Linked DNA regions of Mus musculus: regions 2, 3, 4 and 5 are each linked to region 1. A link is a contact called in public Hi-C, HiChIP or PLAC-seq, capture Hi-C and promoter capture Hi-C data. All regions are on one chromosome and are shown on one strand. The core of a region is the stretch at or near the end of the contact, and the rest is flanking DNA. Distances in the headings are between cores, read along the strand shown.

Region 1 (2,700 bases), core at 1-2,500:
CAGCAGTTAAGAGTTCTTGTTGCTTGTCTAGAGGCCCCAGGTTTAGATCCAAGCCCCCACATCAGATGGCTCAGAACTGCTTTGGAACTTCAGCTCCAGAGAATCCAGTGACCTCTTCTGGCCTGTGCAGGTGCCTACCAGTATGTGGCATTCAGTCACACAGACACAGACTCATAAATAAAAATAAAAATAAAAATAAATCTTTGGGATGAGGTCAGCTTAAAGAGAAAAAGCAGATGTTTTGTGTTAGTTTAAGACTTCAGTTCACTCTAAGCAGAAATCCTTAAATGCATTTTGAACCAAATAGAAATGTATCTCTCCATCATATAGTGGAAGGCTAAAGTCATAGAGTCCAGGGAAGATAAGCACCTTTACCCACACATTTCTCAGCCCCAGCTTCTACCTCATGACCCAACATAGCTGCCCAAGGGCTAGCCATCCTGTTGACATTCCAGTCACCAGGAAGAAGCAAAGGAAGGCAGTTAACATTTGACTTGCATCCCACTGGCCAATCCTCCCATGATGCAGCTGCATCTAACTAGCTACATCTATTCTGGATGACCAGGGAATAGTTGGGAATTATACTACTAAGAAAGAAAGGAAGGACAATATTAGGGGATGGCTAGATGACTTTGTCCTGAAGTTAACCCAGACTGAAAGCAGCACATCTGGTCCGTGGAACAGCATCCTTAGAGACCCATATACTTTGATGAGCTGATAGTGCGTTCTGCTTAGCCAGAGTATAGTTAAGGATAAGAAGCAGGCCCATCTCTGAAGTTGATTGTGAGGAGATACATGGGAGAGGCAAAGTTACTTTTCTGTTGCTTTAATAGAATTCACTAACAATAGAGAAAGGAGTCCTTTGGCTCACAGCTCAAGGGTGCAGTCCATCACCTGGGAAGTCAATGTGACCACAGCTTGAAACATTGAATCCACTGTCAGGAAGCAGAGAGTGATAAATGCTAGTGCCCAGATCCCTTCCTTCACTTCATATGGTCCAGGATCCCCTGCCCAGGGAATTATGCTATCCACTGCCAAGATGGATCTTCCCATATCAATTATGTAGTGCAGATAATCCTCTACAAGTTCAGCCAGAGGCTCATCTCCCAGATGATTCTAGATTCGGTTGGCATTCGGCTAAGGGCACATAAACACACCCACCCCAAGGCCACTTACCCCAGCCTGCCTGCCCCCTACTCACCTACCCCCAGTTCACCTGTTTTCCTTCCTCTCTGCACGGCCAGCTTCTGATGGACGCTGAGAGCATCCGACTGAACAATGAAAACCTGTGGGCCTGGCTTGTGAGGCTGCTGAGCAAAAACCCAGAATGGCTGAGTGCCAAGCTTAGGTCCTTCCTCCCGACCATGGACCTGGACTGCAGCTATGAGCCCTCCAACCCTGAGGTCATCCACCGTCAGCTCAACAGGCTGTTCGCCCAAGGCATGGCCACCTGGAAGTCTTTCATCAATGATCTGTGCTTCGAGCTTGATGTACCTTTGGACATGGAGATACCACTAGTGAGCATCTGGGGCCCAAGAGATGGTAAGGGCTCAAACGGGAGGTTCAAGGCTGCCAGTACAGCCTTGTGGCCTGGAGAGCTCCAGAACCCACAGTGATCCATCTGGTCACACAGAGAGGACACACAGAGGACATACATTCCAAATGCCTTCAGTGACCAAACGGCTTCCTTCTGCAGGGCAGCCAGGAGACCACAGCCTCTACTAATAAGCAGGAAAGTTTGACTGCTCTGTTTGGCACTTTCTTGACCATAGGACTGAGGAGCAGCACAGGATGCTAAGGGACAAGGAGTCCTTAGATAAAAAGTGGGGACTCATCCATGAGCTCTACCAATGTAGAGGTGGGAGGAACATACTTATAAATACATGAGCAGACAGACAGCACACACATGCATGTGAACACGTACACACAGAGATTGATCCGTGTTGCAAGACGAGTCTGGTGAGTAGTCAACATCGCTGCCGACCTTGCGTGCTCACTCAGCTTCGCCCAGACGGCCAGGGGCATGACTGCCTGCCCCCCGGGGTCCAACAGCGCAATGACACCCGGGTCGCATTGGGGACAGTTCATCCAGTCCCCCGGGCCCCCTCCCCCGAGAGGTAGAGAGGCGACGGGGCTGGGGGTGACACTGCCCCATCCCCACCCCCAAGCCACCTTCCCTGCTGGGCCTTCCCAGCCATCCCGGAGCCGCCAGTCGCTGCGCACCACCAAGGTGAAAGTGCTGTGTGCAGACAAACATCCTCACTGTGTATATACATATACACTTCTGTCTATTGCTGCCTGCAGAGCGCACTGCCTGCTTCCCTGGCAGATGACTAGGCATCAGTTTTACATCCATGGAACCTCTGATTGTTCCCAGACAGACACCACTCAGAGCTACCCATGCACCCAATACCTTCAAGACACCGTATCCCACATCTTCTTCAATGGACTATGTCCTGCTCTGTTTTACAGAATTCTCTAAGCAGCTAGGGGCAGGAGAGGAGAGCTGCCCTGGACCTCAGCTGTACCATGGTGAGATTTGGGACTAGGGTTTGGGGTTCCAGCTGAGCTGCTCAGTCTTCACCTTACGCTAGTGGTGGTCAGTGACCACCATGTCTACCCTACACATGGACCAAGCCCCGTTTCATCCCTTCCTGTGACTTTCAAGGCCTGCCACACTGCCTTTAATACAGGGATATA
Region 2 (2,700 bases), core at 142-2,641, 130 kb after region 1:
CCCCACATAATTCTTCCTTTTTTAAGACTTCAACTTCAGAGATAATTGGGCCATCCGACTTTCAGACCCTTACATATTATTCATAGCTCATCTTAGGCTCCAACTGAAACACAGGAGCTGCCTTTATTTCAACTCAGCTCCTTCTGTCATAGAAAGTTCTACAGATTCCTTTCAAATATCTCAGAAGCAGTACCCGCCAAACCATTTTGCTTGGTAGTTTATACTCTGCTTTGTTTTCTGGCAGTCTTGCTAAGGAAGCCAGGCCTGTCTCCAACTGACAGTCCCCCACACCCACACACAGCCTCGTGGTCCTAGGATTACAGGTACAAGCCACTACACGGAGCTCCTCCAAACCATTTTTATGATGTCTCTGGGGACACTTCAATAAATCAATTCACTTAACCAACGAAACTTGCTACACAGGTTGACAAGTCGCTGCAAATCCTACAGAGGTTCATATTAGACTTTGTGGGGTCCACTCTAGACTTAAACAATCAGACTGACCCAAGGGTGCAGCACAGGGTTTGCATTTTAAAACCAAGGGCCACAGACCTTGTGTTCCCCCAAGAAGCCATTTCCATGACCAATAGTTCTCCCTTTCCCTCTGCGTGGACTGGCATTCCAAGGGCACCAACTCTCAAAGAAGACATTTCAACGACCGGTTGTGTTCTAATAAAATAAGCACACAGCCTTGTTTCCTACTAGAAGAGAATGAGCGAGGCGCTGCAACGGGGAAATTTATTATGTACCCATCCTGCAACTACACACTTCGGGATTCAACGATGCTCAAGTCGGCATTCCACGTTTTCTAAGGAGCGAGGAGCTGCTCCGAATGGAACCGAGGCAGCAGCTCACTTTAGGCCTGATGGCTCCAGCTAACCGCAAAGTGCTGAAAGAAGACAAGGGGCCCGGCAGCTCGGGCGCGTAAGAAAGAGTCGGAACCTCCCACCACGACCGCCACGCCGTCCCGCAGACTCCCGCGGCTCCGCTCCGGAGTGGGCACCGCAAACTCCCAAGCCGGGCGACTCAGGACACCGCACTAGAAAGGACCGCGGGCTGGAGACAAACCTGGGCTCTAATCCTAACTCTGGCTTGGAGTTCACCCTCTCCACGGCCGAGAAGCCTGGTTTCGCCTCCCGGCGCGGACCCAGGCCGCACTCACCTACGAGAGCGCGGGAGGCGAGCCGCCCTCACCTCCGCGGCGCCTACCGTAAACCGTCGCCGCCAAGGCCACTCTCGCTCTTAAAAAACTAGAAAAGAAACCAAGAAAAGAACGACGGCTTAAAGGAAGAAAACACACTTCGCTATTGTATTCCTTTTGACCCTTCGGGGCTTCCTGTTCCTTACAGCCACAACACATTTCCACCCCGCTTCCGGCGGCATAGTCCAATCAACAGCTCTCTCCCTCCCCGAGCGCCTCGTGGAAATCCGGTGCTCCAAGACCGTATGGAGCGATCTGATTGGGTCGTTCGCCCTTCGGCAAGGGGATTAGCTGGTTCATTCCAGGCTGGCGGGCCGACCCGCGAGATCACGTGACACAAATCTTGACTGATGATTGGCTGTCTGAGAGAGAGGGCTTGCCACTGAGGAAGGGGCGTTTCCTAGGGGACTGAGGGAGGGCCCGGGCGGTGTGAAGCGGGGGTGGGCCCCTGCGCGTAATGGCAGTGCCGTGTCCCCGCGTCCATCTTTACCGCTCTCTTGGACCTGTCACAAAGGAGTCGCGCCGCTGTCGCTGTCCCCTCCCTCCGGTGGGCCCAGGAGCTAGTGCAAGTCAGTGCCACAGCCCGACCGCGCTGCTCTGGGAAGCCCCTTGGGGACGTGGCCGGGGAGGGAGCTTGAGGGCTAGCGACGCCTGTGAAGGAAGGGGACAGCCGCTGAAGCCTGGGTCGGAGAGACTGGACTGGGGCCGTGGCCGTCTCCGGGCAGGGGTCTTGGAGAGGGTGGCGTTGGTCAGAGCCTGGGAAGCAGCCGGCACACTCTCCTCCGAGGCCCGCGCTGGAGGCGCCTGAAAGCGGTTCCTGGAAGAGGGTGTTCCCCTTTAGGGGATCTTGACTGAAGGAGGTCCTGGGGTCACCCTCCCGAGGAGACTGGCTAAGGTGAGAAGCAGGTACCTCCTGGGGAGGCTCCGGACGCGGAGAGACCCTCGTTCGGGCTCCTCGGAACCGAAGGGGCCGAGGGGCGCACGTCGTGGGCAGGGATTCCTTCTGGGGAGTTTTGCGTTGCAGTGGGAAGCCGACTTCCCCTGGGATGGTCTGGTGTTGCCTTGGGGTGGAGAGTTCGACGTGAAGCGAGGCTGGGGAGAGTTCTTCGCCTTAGAGAGAGGCTGGAGGCGGGAGCCAGACCTAGCGGATTCTCCTACTCTCCAGGCCTGAGCTAAATATTAAGTAAAAAACCCTTGGGGAGGGCAGTCCTTTCCGTTGGAAAGCCCTAGATCGGGATGGTAAGCGGAAACGGGGATAGTCGGGGTTCTTCCCTCACTCTGGAGTCTGACTAGGTGTCCCAGAGTAAGGATTCTGCTGCCTCTGGCCTTCGCGCCAGAGTGGGACAGGGGAGTCATCCCACCAGCAGCACCCCCAAGCGAGCCTCCAAATTTGGCATTACTTCCTGCCGGGCCCGCTGTCTGCCTCACTTTCCCTGTTCTTACAGAGGGAGACCTAGTTAGAGCTACTGGGCTGAAACTCTTGAGATTCTGTCTTGCGC
Region 3 (2,700 bases), core at 179-2,678, 130 kb before region 1:
CCACTCCCTCCCTTCCCCTCTTCCTCACCCCTCCCACCAACACCTTCCTGTTAGAGTTAGATCCCTGCTGCTCAGGTTGGTCCCATTAGTCACCCACCCATAAGACTTGCCCTAATAGTTTGGTCGCTATTGCCCAAAGGAAGATTCTAGATACTAGATCCTCCATCATATGAAGAAGTGGCTCACCTAGGAGACTGAGAAGTGAGTCGTCTGGCCTTCTCAAGATCCACCCCTGTCTCCTACTGCTCAGGCGCAGGCCCGATTCTTAGAGCTGTAGGCTTCTGGGTGGTACCTTTGGGCTGATGATTCTGACTTAGCCCAACTGAGGACTATGGCCCTAAATACTCAAGGGGACCTAATAAGATTATGTGAAGAAATACCTGTCCCCAAAGAGCTGCTTGTCTTTCTCTGGGCTCCCCAGAGAGACTCTAAGCTCAACATGCACACGATTATGTGAGTGTACTGGGGCCAGGGAGACAAGGGAGAGAAAGCCCACTGTGGACAGGACTGGGAAATGTTCTCAGGGGTCCTGGGTCACATTGACAAATGCATTCCTTACATTTATTTGAGATCAAAAAGTGTCATGGCCACTGTCCTTAGTCACCCAGTAGCCTGAAAAGGCCCATCCCCCTGTCTTCTACCTTCTAAATATTTTTATACATTTGTTATGGGGGAGCAGGAACACATGAGGGTCAGAGGACAGCCTGCAGGAGTCCCCTTCTTCCAGCATGGAAGGCCAGCAGGCTTGGTGGGCAGCATCGATGCTTGCTGAGTGATCTTGCCGGCTCTCTCCGTCTTCGTAAAAACTGACGCTAAGGTTTTCTAAGACACTGACCCTTGGAATTTCATGGGGCAAAGGACTCGCTTCCCAGATGAGAAGGTTGAGTTGACTGAGCATCCAGGCTTAGCTGTGCTAGGGACCATCTTGTGAGTGTGTGCCAGGCAGCTCCTGTGGTGGAGCCCCAACGTGTTGCCCCTCTCTCTCTGGGTCTTCGAAGCTGAACTTAACACCATCGCCCCCATCATTTCCAACTTCTTCCTCTGCTCCTACGCCCTCATCAATTTCAGCTGCTTCCATGCCTCCATCACCAACTCACCTGGTGAGCAGACTCTCTCCCAACCACAAAAAAGTGGGGAGGAACGGGGAGGGGTAGGGGGGAGACGGGGAGGCATGGTGGAGGTGGACAGCCTACATTTAAAACCACACGAAGGGAATCTTTGTACCCTAACAAAGCCAGCCATTCTTTACAGAGCATAGTGCATCCTTTACGGGGGATGGAGGTTGTTCTATAGTTCCACCCTTCACCAATTTCTCGGGTGTCAGAAGTCTTGATTGCTCAGAAAGGGATGAATTTCCTAGTCACGGAAGGTGTAGCTGTTTGTGCACAGATGACCGCTAGGGGGCGCTGTTTATACTGCAGCAATTTAATTGCATAGATTTTTGGAGTGGTGGTTCTGCTTCTTCGGCTGCTGCAAACCTTCTAGCAGATGGCAATAGAGAGCAGAGAAATACTTGAATCCCAGATCTTCAAAGGGCCTGTTATCCTGCCACTTTCCAGACAGAACACACTGTGCCTGGCACTCTTAGAGATGCACCATGGTACAGTGGTCACTAGAAGTGGCCCTAAAATAGCACAGAGCTAGGAAGAATCAAGTCCTCTTTTCATCCCTTTAATCTCCTGGGTTCCATAAGACCCTTGGGATCTGGTACTGTTGCTGATGTTGGGACTGTGTTTGACCAGGTCTGGATGTTTCCTTCCTGGTATAGCTTGTCACCATGGTGAAATAAATGCCCAACAGGCAAGATTGTGGTACTCCCTAGAGCCTTCCTACCCCACCCCGGGAGTTAAGGCTGGTGGGGCCCTAGAGGTAGTGGGTACAGGCCAGGACAGCAGCACCCGATTGTGGAAGCATGGAGATTGCTGTAGCTCTGGGAAGGAGAATGCTCCTGAGCATGCGCATGTGCACTGGCCTGGCCCCGCCCAGGATGGAGACCCTCCTTCCGATACTACAGCAAGTGGGCGGCGCTGTTTGGGGCAGTGATCTCGGTGGTCATCATGTTCCTGCTTACCTGGTGGGCTGCTCTCATTGCCATCGGAGTCGTCCTCTTCCTCCTGCTCTATGTGATCTACAAGAAGCCAGGTGTGTGGCCACTGACCCCTGAGGCCCCCAACTCCCTGCCTGGGTAGCCATGTAGCCTGGCAGGCCCCTCATCCCAGCTGGAGCCTGGCCTTGGCTTCACCCTCAAGTGGGACTCAGGCTGGCCTCTACCACAGCCTTCCTGAGCTCGGTGCTCAAAGGAAAATGCCCACTGAGAGCCAGATTTCTTCTGTCAGATTCCTAGAGGGGCTACTTGCTAATGTGTACATACAGGGCAGGGTGACCAAGAGTGACTGTGCAAAGGTGGGCACTGAGAAAAACTGTCTACCTGCATGAGGCAGGGTCCTGGATGGACTGCAGTCTGAGGGAGGTAACCGTAAACCTCTACATCTGAACATGGCCTTCTAGATGGTCACAGAGGTCTGCTTGTCTAATGGGAGTTCAACCCCTAGCTCCATGTCCTTGAATTAGGTGGCCATATATGTGGCACTTGGAGTCAGACTTGCACTCATTAGGAACAGAGATGCCACCTGTCCATCAATCCACGGCCTTGCTCCCAAGGTGCTCTGTGCCTAAGAGAGCAGGACAGTCCCTCCTCCC
Region 4 (2,700 bases), core at 91-2,590, 190 kb after region 1:
TCAGAGCTGTGACAAAACACTAATCAAAACCAATTTGTGAGAAGAAAGGGTTTATTTTGTTTCCACTTCCATGCAACAGTCCATAACTGAGGGAAGTTGAGATAGGAACCTGAAGGCAGGAACTGAAGTAGATAAAGAAATGCTGTTAACTGGTTTGTTCTCCATAGCATGCTGAGCTTCCTTACATAGATCCTACACCTGCCCAGATATGGCACCACCCACAGAGGACTGGGCCTTCCCTCAGTCATTAAAATAATCCACATTCAAAACCAGGAGGTGATGGCACATGGCCTTTAATCCAAGTGCTTGGAAGGCAGAGGCAGGTGAGTCTCGAGTTCAAGGCCAGCTTGATCTACAGAGTGAGTTCCAGGACAGCCAGGGCAACACAGAGAAACCCTGTCTTGATGAAAAAAGACAGACACACACAAAATCAACTTCTTTCCAGGTCACTCAGGTCAAGCTGACAAAAAACCTACCAGCACGCCTGTCTTCAGCTTGACCAGGATACTCTGATCTTCCAGTGTCTTTGAAATCATCTTGGTTCCTGATGCTGTTAAGATAGATCCATGGATACACATTTTATGTCCATTCCAAAATGATTCAGATTGGCCACGTAACCCTAATTCATACCATAAATTTTCTAGTTATGTACTACACATTTGGCTAAAAGGTATCAGACCACCAAAGAGGCATGCTTAAAAAGGGGGCGGGGGGGGGGGGCGATCCCAGGAAACCTTTCTTCATGGTGTGGCAGTTTTAGAGGGGACTTTCTCCAAAGCAGTTATTCAATTTCTGATTACATCTCTCTCAGTGGTTGTCAACATTTTTGTGCTGCATAATTACCCAAGGAACCACTTACTGCCTAATAATTGTTTACGGGTTTGGTGCGAGTAAGCTGGCAGCAAACTCACTATGTAGCTGAGCAGGTCTTGAATGCCTTAAACCTCCACCTTCCAAGTGCTGGGACTACAGACGCATGCCACAACGCACTGCTTTTGATTTGAAGATCACAAATTAAGTTACAAGTCATCCACTTAATGCCGTGGACCCTTCCATACTTCCAAGAAGTAACTCTCTAGTAAATCAGACGTCTGCATTATCTAGGACAAACTATGAGAGTGGCTTTCGAGCAATTTGGCTATTTCTAGCGCTCTTAAAACACGGTTTCAACTACCTGATCTTTACAATTCCTAAATTGAAAATGAAGAAACCGAGGCTCTTGGCTCCAATTCTTTCATCCAGAAAAAAAAAAAAAAAGTCTACTGCCACCATTTTTTGCAGTCTTCTGCGTGAGACCGGGAACCTGAGGCTGTGATTGGCTGCTGGAACCGCGGGTAACCATAGTGACAGGAGGCGGGGCTGCGAGCTCCGTCTGCCCTAACACACCGGCGGGGTAGCCCCGCGAGAGGCCGGCGGGCGCTGGGCCCAGCCAGGAGCCGCAGCCCCGTCCTCGCGCGATCGCCGGGCGGGGCGTGGGTGCGGCCTTCTGCGGGCCCTTGATGCAGTTGAGGCCGCGCGGGTCAGAGAGGATCCCGGCCCGGCGGCGGGCGCGGTAGGAAGCGGCAGGGCCCCGGGCCCGGGCCGGTGACTGCGGCGCCCCTACGATGGACGCCCTAGAAGAAGAGAGCTTCGCGCTGTCCTTGTAAGTGAAGCGGCCAGGGTCTGCTCGACCTCGGCCTGCGGACGTCCTCTGGGTTGCGGGCTGGCCGGTCGAGGCTCCGCTCTAGCGGGGCGTTTTCTTCCCGTGGCCACCACGGGCATATGTCACAGATAACCAGCGCTTCCATCACAATCCTCTGGCCTCAATCGTGGCCGTCAGCAAAAACCCAGAGGCCTTGAGCTGCCCAGGCTGGCGGCGGCCTCACCGCCTGTCTAAAGCCACTCCTGACCAGTTACCCCCTAGGCCGGTGCCACTCCCGCGTGCGGTCACATTCACCAGCAGATAGGTGTGGCGTTAAGAGCCAGGATGCGGTGAGTAAATCCTGCGGGTAATAAACGCGGAAGTATGAAGTTGTGCCGCACCAGCCTCAGCTACCCAAATTGTTGGCTGCTTTTGTGATTGTCATACCGGTTTTCGTCACGAGTGTTTTCCTGTGTTTGTAATTTCTGTACTAGACAATAATCCTTGATTGGTGAAACTGAGTGATGGGAGGATCATCTTGCTATTATTTTTATGCACGTTGGGAATCTTACATTTTAAAAAATGCTAGTGGGCTTTGTTGTGATTGCCTGGTGTGTGCAAGGCCTTGGGTTCAATGCCCTTACCCACAGAAAACACAAGTTCAGCTCGAAAAATAATTATTTGGACCGGCACCTAATCCTGATGTGTTTTTTCAGCTCCTCCGCCTCTGATGCAGAATTTGATGCTGTGGTTGGATGTTTAGAGGACATTATTATGGGTAAGTTTCGACACTACTAAGTGACTTGTGCCCCTCTAGTTCCTATGGTCAATTCCTTGATTTAAATCAAGTAGACCCTTGCTTTACAACAATTTTTTAATGTATTCATTTACATATGTGATGGATCGTGGGTGGGGTTGTTGCCAGGAGACTATGGCTATGTGGAGCTCAGAGGACAACTTTGTGGAGTTGGTTCTCTCCTTCCACCTTCATGTGAGTTCTGAGGGTTGATCTCGGGTCACCCGTCTTACACAGCAGTGCCTTCAGCCCCCAAGCCATCTCAACACCCCAAACCTCTGCT
Region 5 (2,700 bases), core at 42-2,541, 220 kb after region 1:
GGTCGGCAGTGTCTGCGCGGCAGAGTTAAATTGGTCCCAGAAGAGAGCCTCATGCTACCCTCCCTGATCTCATCAAAACCAAACAGTACCCAAAACCACTCCAGGAGAAGACATTAAAATGCAAATTTCTTGCTGCGCTTTTGGAGATTCAAAGAGCAGTTTCACATTTTTTCCGGGGTTGGGGCCCAAGAATCTGAATTTTAAACAAACCCAGGGAGGAGACGGAGGGGGAAGGGGGAAGGGGGAAGGGGGAAGGGCGAAGGCTCACCAAGGAAGATCAGAAATCTCGAAACCAAGATAGTATGTATGCCCTAGGTGGAGATGGCCCAGGAAAGCCTCCCGACTCCCCAGCCCGGCCTGGCAGCCTGGCTCGAGGTGCCCACTGGAGGGATGATGACAGAAACAGATGCATGCCCACCTGCGGTGCTACCCTATTCCTCTACCAGCGGACCTCTCAGTTAATGGAGACCGTTCCCTAGGGGCAGCCACAGGCCTCCAGACCCTCGCAGGAGGGGACTATGAAAAGACAGCTGACATCTCAGAATGCACCCAATGGGAACGGGCAACTCTAGGATCTTCAGCTGGGACCTGCACAGAGTACGGGGGATGGCAGACACGTGGTTTCTTGCCTCTGCGAATCTCCACAGCCCAAGGAAGGAGATTCGACCAGCAGACCCTGGGTAGGTGCCCTGGTGGGAGCGCGCGTGTCAGAGCCACTGATGTGGTGTTCTGCCCTGTCCAGGAGGGCTACAGAGCGGTCGCATTTAGTGGTTAAAGCCGGGTGAAGAGGAGGGCAGTGGACTTTGCCCGGCGGAGAAAGCCAGGGCACGGTCCCAGAGGGAAGGGGGAAGGGTAGAAGAGAAGGGACAGACTGGCGGACAGTTGTGCGCAGCTATCTCAGCTACGGTATCGCCACGGTAACCACCCGGGTAGGGTGTGTATGGTCCCCTCCACAAGAGTCATGCTGTGCTCGCAGGGATGTCACACGAGCGTCCCCAGGTGCAAGCTTCCCGGCGATCTTGGGAGTGAGCGTCCCGGGGGTCCCCGGAGAGTCCCCCATCCAGTCCCCGAGCTACCCGGCTCACCAGCTGCAGAAGCGCGAGCACCCCAAGAGCGGAGCGCACGAAGCCCAGATCCGGTCGCAGCGCAGACACAGAGGCTCCCACGCCCTGCGCGGGGCTGCTGGTCCTCGTGCTCACTTTCGACGGGAACTCCGCCATAGCGATCGCGAGCCTACGACGCTCTGGCCGCGCTCCCGGCGCTGCTCCGGGGCTGCGACTGCGGCTCCGGCTGCTGGCGCTGCTTGGGTACCCTAGACAGAACTCACAGGTGCGCGAAGCCCAGCCCCGCTCCGCCCGAGGCCCCGCCCCTTCTTGAGGCCCCGCCCCTTAACCCTGGGTTCGCCTGTTTGGATAGAGATTTTGAAGAAGTCCGTAGACCGATCTACAGACAGCCAGGCAGGAAAAAATAAATCCAGGTAGTGGCAACTGCTGCTGTGACTGAATCTAACAGGGCGAGGCAGAGTGACCAGGAGATTTTTAGATGGTTGTTTTAGGGTCTCTATTACGGTGGTAGAAAACCATGACCAAAAGCAAATTGGGGAAGAAAGGGTTTATTTGTCTTATGCTTCCATATCATTGCTCATCACTGAAGGAAATCAGGACAGGAACTCAAGCAGGGCAGAGACCTGGAGGCAGGAGCCGATGCAGAGGCCATGGAGGGGTGCTGCTTACTGGCTTGCTTCCCCTGGCTTGCTCAGCCTGCTTTCTTATAGAACCCAGGACCCAGGGATGGCACCGCTCACAATGGACTGGGCCCTCCTCCATCAATCACTGAGAAAATTCTCTACAGGGCTTGCCTAGAGCCCGATCTTATAGAGGCATTTTCTCAATCCAGGTTCCCTCCTCTTGGATTGCTATAGCTTGTATTAAGTTGACAGAAAAGGAAGGAGCACATTAGTCAAGGAAGACCTGTCAGAAGTGGTGACATTTGTGCAGAGGCCTGAATCTGTGAGTAGGAGGAAACCTTGGGAGGATTTAAGTGAGGAGCAAAGGCGCAGTGGCAGGACCAACCTAGGCAGTTGGGGAAATAGAAAGCAGGTCCCCAAAGGGACTGGAGCTGAGCACATGAGGGTGACACTGACCCCCAGTGGGTAAGGACCAGGTCACAGAAGCTGTGTAGGTGACTGTACTATCCTATGGCTCCTTGTGACAACTTATCACAAGCTCAAGGTCCTAACAAAAGTTTCTTCTCAGTGATGGAGGCTAGATATGCAAAGGCATCATCACGGAGACACAGTCATGGTGTCCTGAGCTCAGGCAACCTCTGGGGTACTTTTGCCCACTTTTTGTCTTGAGACAGGAGATTGCTCTGTAATCCAGACTGACTTCATGCTTTTGACATTCCTCGTACCTCAGGTCTTTGCAGGCTGGGATTACAGATGACCTGCCGGCAGGGGATTCTGGTACCCTACCTAGCTCTGCCTCTCCTCGTATCATCAACTCTCCTCTTACTATGCACAAGATATCTCTCTCTCTCTCTCTCTCTCTCTCTCTCTCTCTCTCTCTCTCTCTCTCTCTCTCTCATCTCTTTTGTAAGGATATGGTCATGACTATATTGCCCATCAGATAATACAGTTCAATATCCTCAAATCAGGAATTTTAAGTATTTATTCAATCACCCCATCACTAACATTCTGCA

The links. Hi-C and Micro-C count contacts between places; a contact is called where the count stands out from the background. HiChIP or PLAC-seq counts read pairs in DNA pulled down with a chosen protein or histone mark. Capture Hi-C pulls out chosen DNA fragments and counts their contacts.
Region 2: a promoter capture Hi-C map of liver shows a contact between it and region 1. The contact joins the promoter of Psme3ip1 here to the promoter of Nlrc5 in region 1. A contact is called at or near these places in 7 of 39 promoter capture datasets (hematopoietic stem and progenitor cells, hippocampal neurons, liver and 4 more), 2 of 484 Hi-C or Micro-C datasets (embryonic stem cells and nephron progenitors), 10 of 115 datasets of contacts at active chromatin or transcription factors (CD8 T cells, the SCID.adh cell line, bone marrow-derived dendritic cells and 5 more) and 3 of 9 other capture datasets (adipose tissue, liver and pancreatic islet).
Region 3: a contact with region 1 is called in a Hi-C map of bone marrow-derived macrophages, with 58 read pairs. The contact joins the enhancer-like site here to the promoter of Nlrc5 in region 1. A contact is called at or near these places in 4 of 39 promoter capture datasets (Sertoli cells, embryonic stem cells, hippocampal neurons and 1 more), 4 of 15 datasets of contacts at CTCF or cohesin (CD8 T cells, the NIH/3T3 cell line, embryonic stem cells and 1 more), 155 of 484 Hi-C or Micro-C datasets (the 3T3-L1 cell line, 3T3-L1-derived adipocytes, 8-cell embryo and 91 more), 28 of 115 datasets of contacts at active chromatin or transcription factors (the 230-238 cell line, CD4 T cells, CD4 single positive thymocytes and 19 more) and 5 of 9 other capture datasets (adipose tissue, embryonic stem cells, liver and 2 more).
Region 4: a capture Hi-C map of embryonic stem cells shows a contact between it and region 1, with 3 times the contacts expected there. The contact joins the promoter of Arl2bp here to the promoter of Nlrc5 in region 1. A contact is called at or near these places in 9 of 39 promoter capture datasets (the 3T3-L1 cell line, embryonic stem cells, hematopoietic stem and progenitor cells and 4 more), 2 of 484 Hi-C or Micro-C datasets (both in embryonic stem cells), 9 of 115 datasets of contacts at active chromatin or transcription factors (the 230-238 cell line, the SCID.adh cell line, effector CD8 T cells and 3 more) and 4 of 9 other capture datasets (adipose tissue, embryonic stem cells, liver and 1 more).
Region 5: an H3K4me3 HiChIP or PLAC-seq map of embryonic stem cells shows a contact between it and region 1, with 4 times the contacts expected there. The contact joins the promoter of Pllp here to the promoter of Nlrc5 in region 1. A contact is called at or near these places in 8 of 39 promoter capture datasets (the 3T3-L1 cell line, the C10 cell line, the SN4741 cell line and 5 more), 1 of 15 datasets of contacts at CTCF or cohesin (large pre-B cells), 24 of 484 Hi-C or Micro-C datasets (the 3T3-L1 cell line, 3T3-L1-derived adipocytes, the AML12 cell line and 15 more), 6 of 115 datasets of contacts at active chromatin or transcription factors (bone marrow-derived macrophages, effector CD8 T cells, embryonic forebrain and 1 more) and 1 of 9 other capture datasets (liver).

The regions. Positions count from the first base shown.
Region 1 is chr8:94,471,513-94,474,212 of GRCm38.p6, forward strand. Nlrc5 (NLR family, CARD domain containing 5) reads left to right here and starts at 1,251. Exons shown (of 49, transcript NM_001033207.3): 1 at 1,251-1,542; 2 at 2,473-2,532. The coding sequence starts at 1,251.
Region 2 is chr8:94,600,335-94,603,034 of GRCm38.p6, forward strand. Psme3ip1 (proteasome activator subunit 3 interacting protein 1) reads right to left here and starts at 1,392. Exons shown (of 8, transcript NM_028221.4): 1 at 1,163-1,392. It overlaps Rspry1 (ring finger and SPRY domain containing 1), which reads left to right and starts at 1,607. Exons shown (of 15, transcript NM_026274.4): 1 at 1,607-2,096. It overlaps LOC115486880, which reads right to left and starts at 2,557. Exons shown (of 2, transcript XM_030243886.1): 1 at 2,479-2,557; 2 at 1,282-2,311. The coding sequence starts at 2,557. The coding sequence ends at 1,602.
Region 3 is chr8:94,342,028-94,344,727 of GRCm38.p6, forward strand. It overlaps Slc12a3 (solute carrier family 12, member 3), which reads left to right. Exons shown (of 25, transcript NM_001205311.1): 13 at 999-1,100; 14 at 1,987-2,142. Among named protein-coding and RNA genes, the nearest start is that of Slc12a3, 14 kb to the left of the region's middle. Within about 2 kb of position 1,429, at least 29 of the 459 cell types and tissues checked have an H3K27ac peak or open chromatin away from gene starts, as enhancers often do. A contact at or near this core is called in CD8 T cells, adipose tissue, bone marrow-derived macrophages and 5 more, where this site is marked.
Region 4 is chr8:94,665,260-94,667,959 of GRCm38.p6, forward strand. It overlaps Arl2bp (ADP-ribosylation factor-like 2 binding protein), which reads left to right and starts at 1,341. Exons shown (of 6, transcript NM_024191.2): 1 at 1,341-1,642; 2 at 2,338-2,399. The coding sequence starts at 1,605.
Region 5 is chr8:94,694,951-94,697,650 of GRCm38.p6, forward strand. It overlaps Pllp (plasma membrane proteolipid), which reads right to left and starts at 1,292. Exons shown (of 4, transcript NM_026385.4): 1 at 1,086-1,292. The coding sequence starts at 1,220.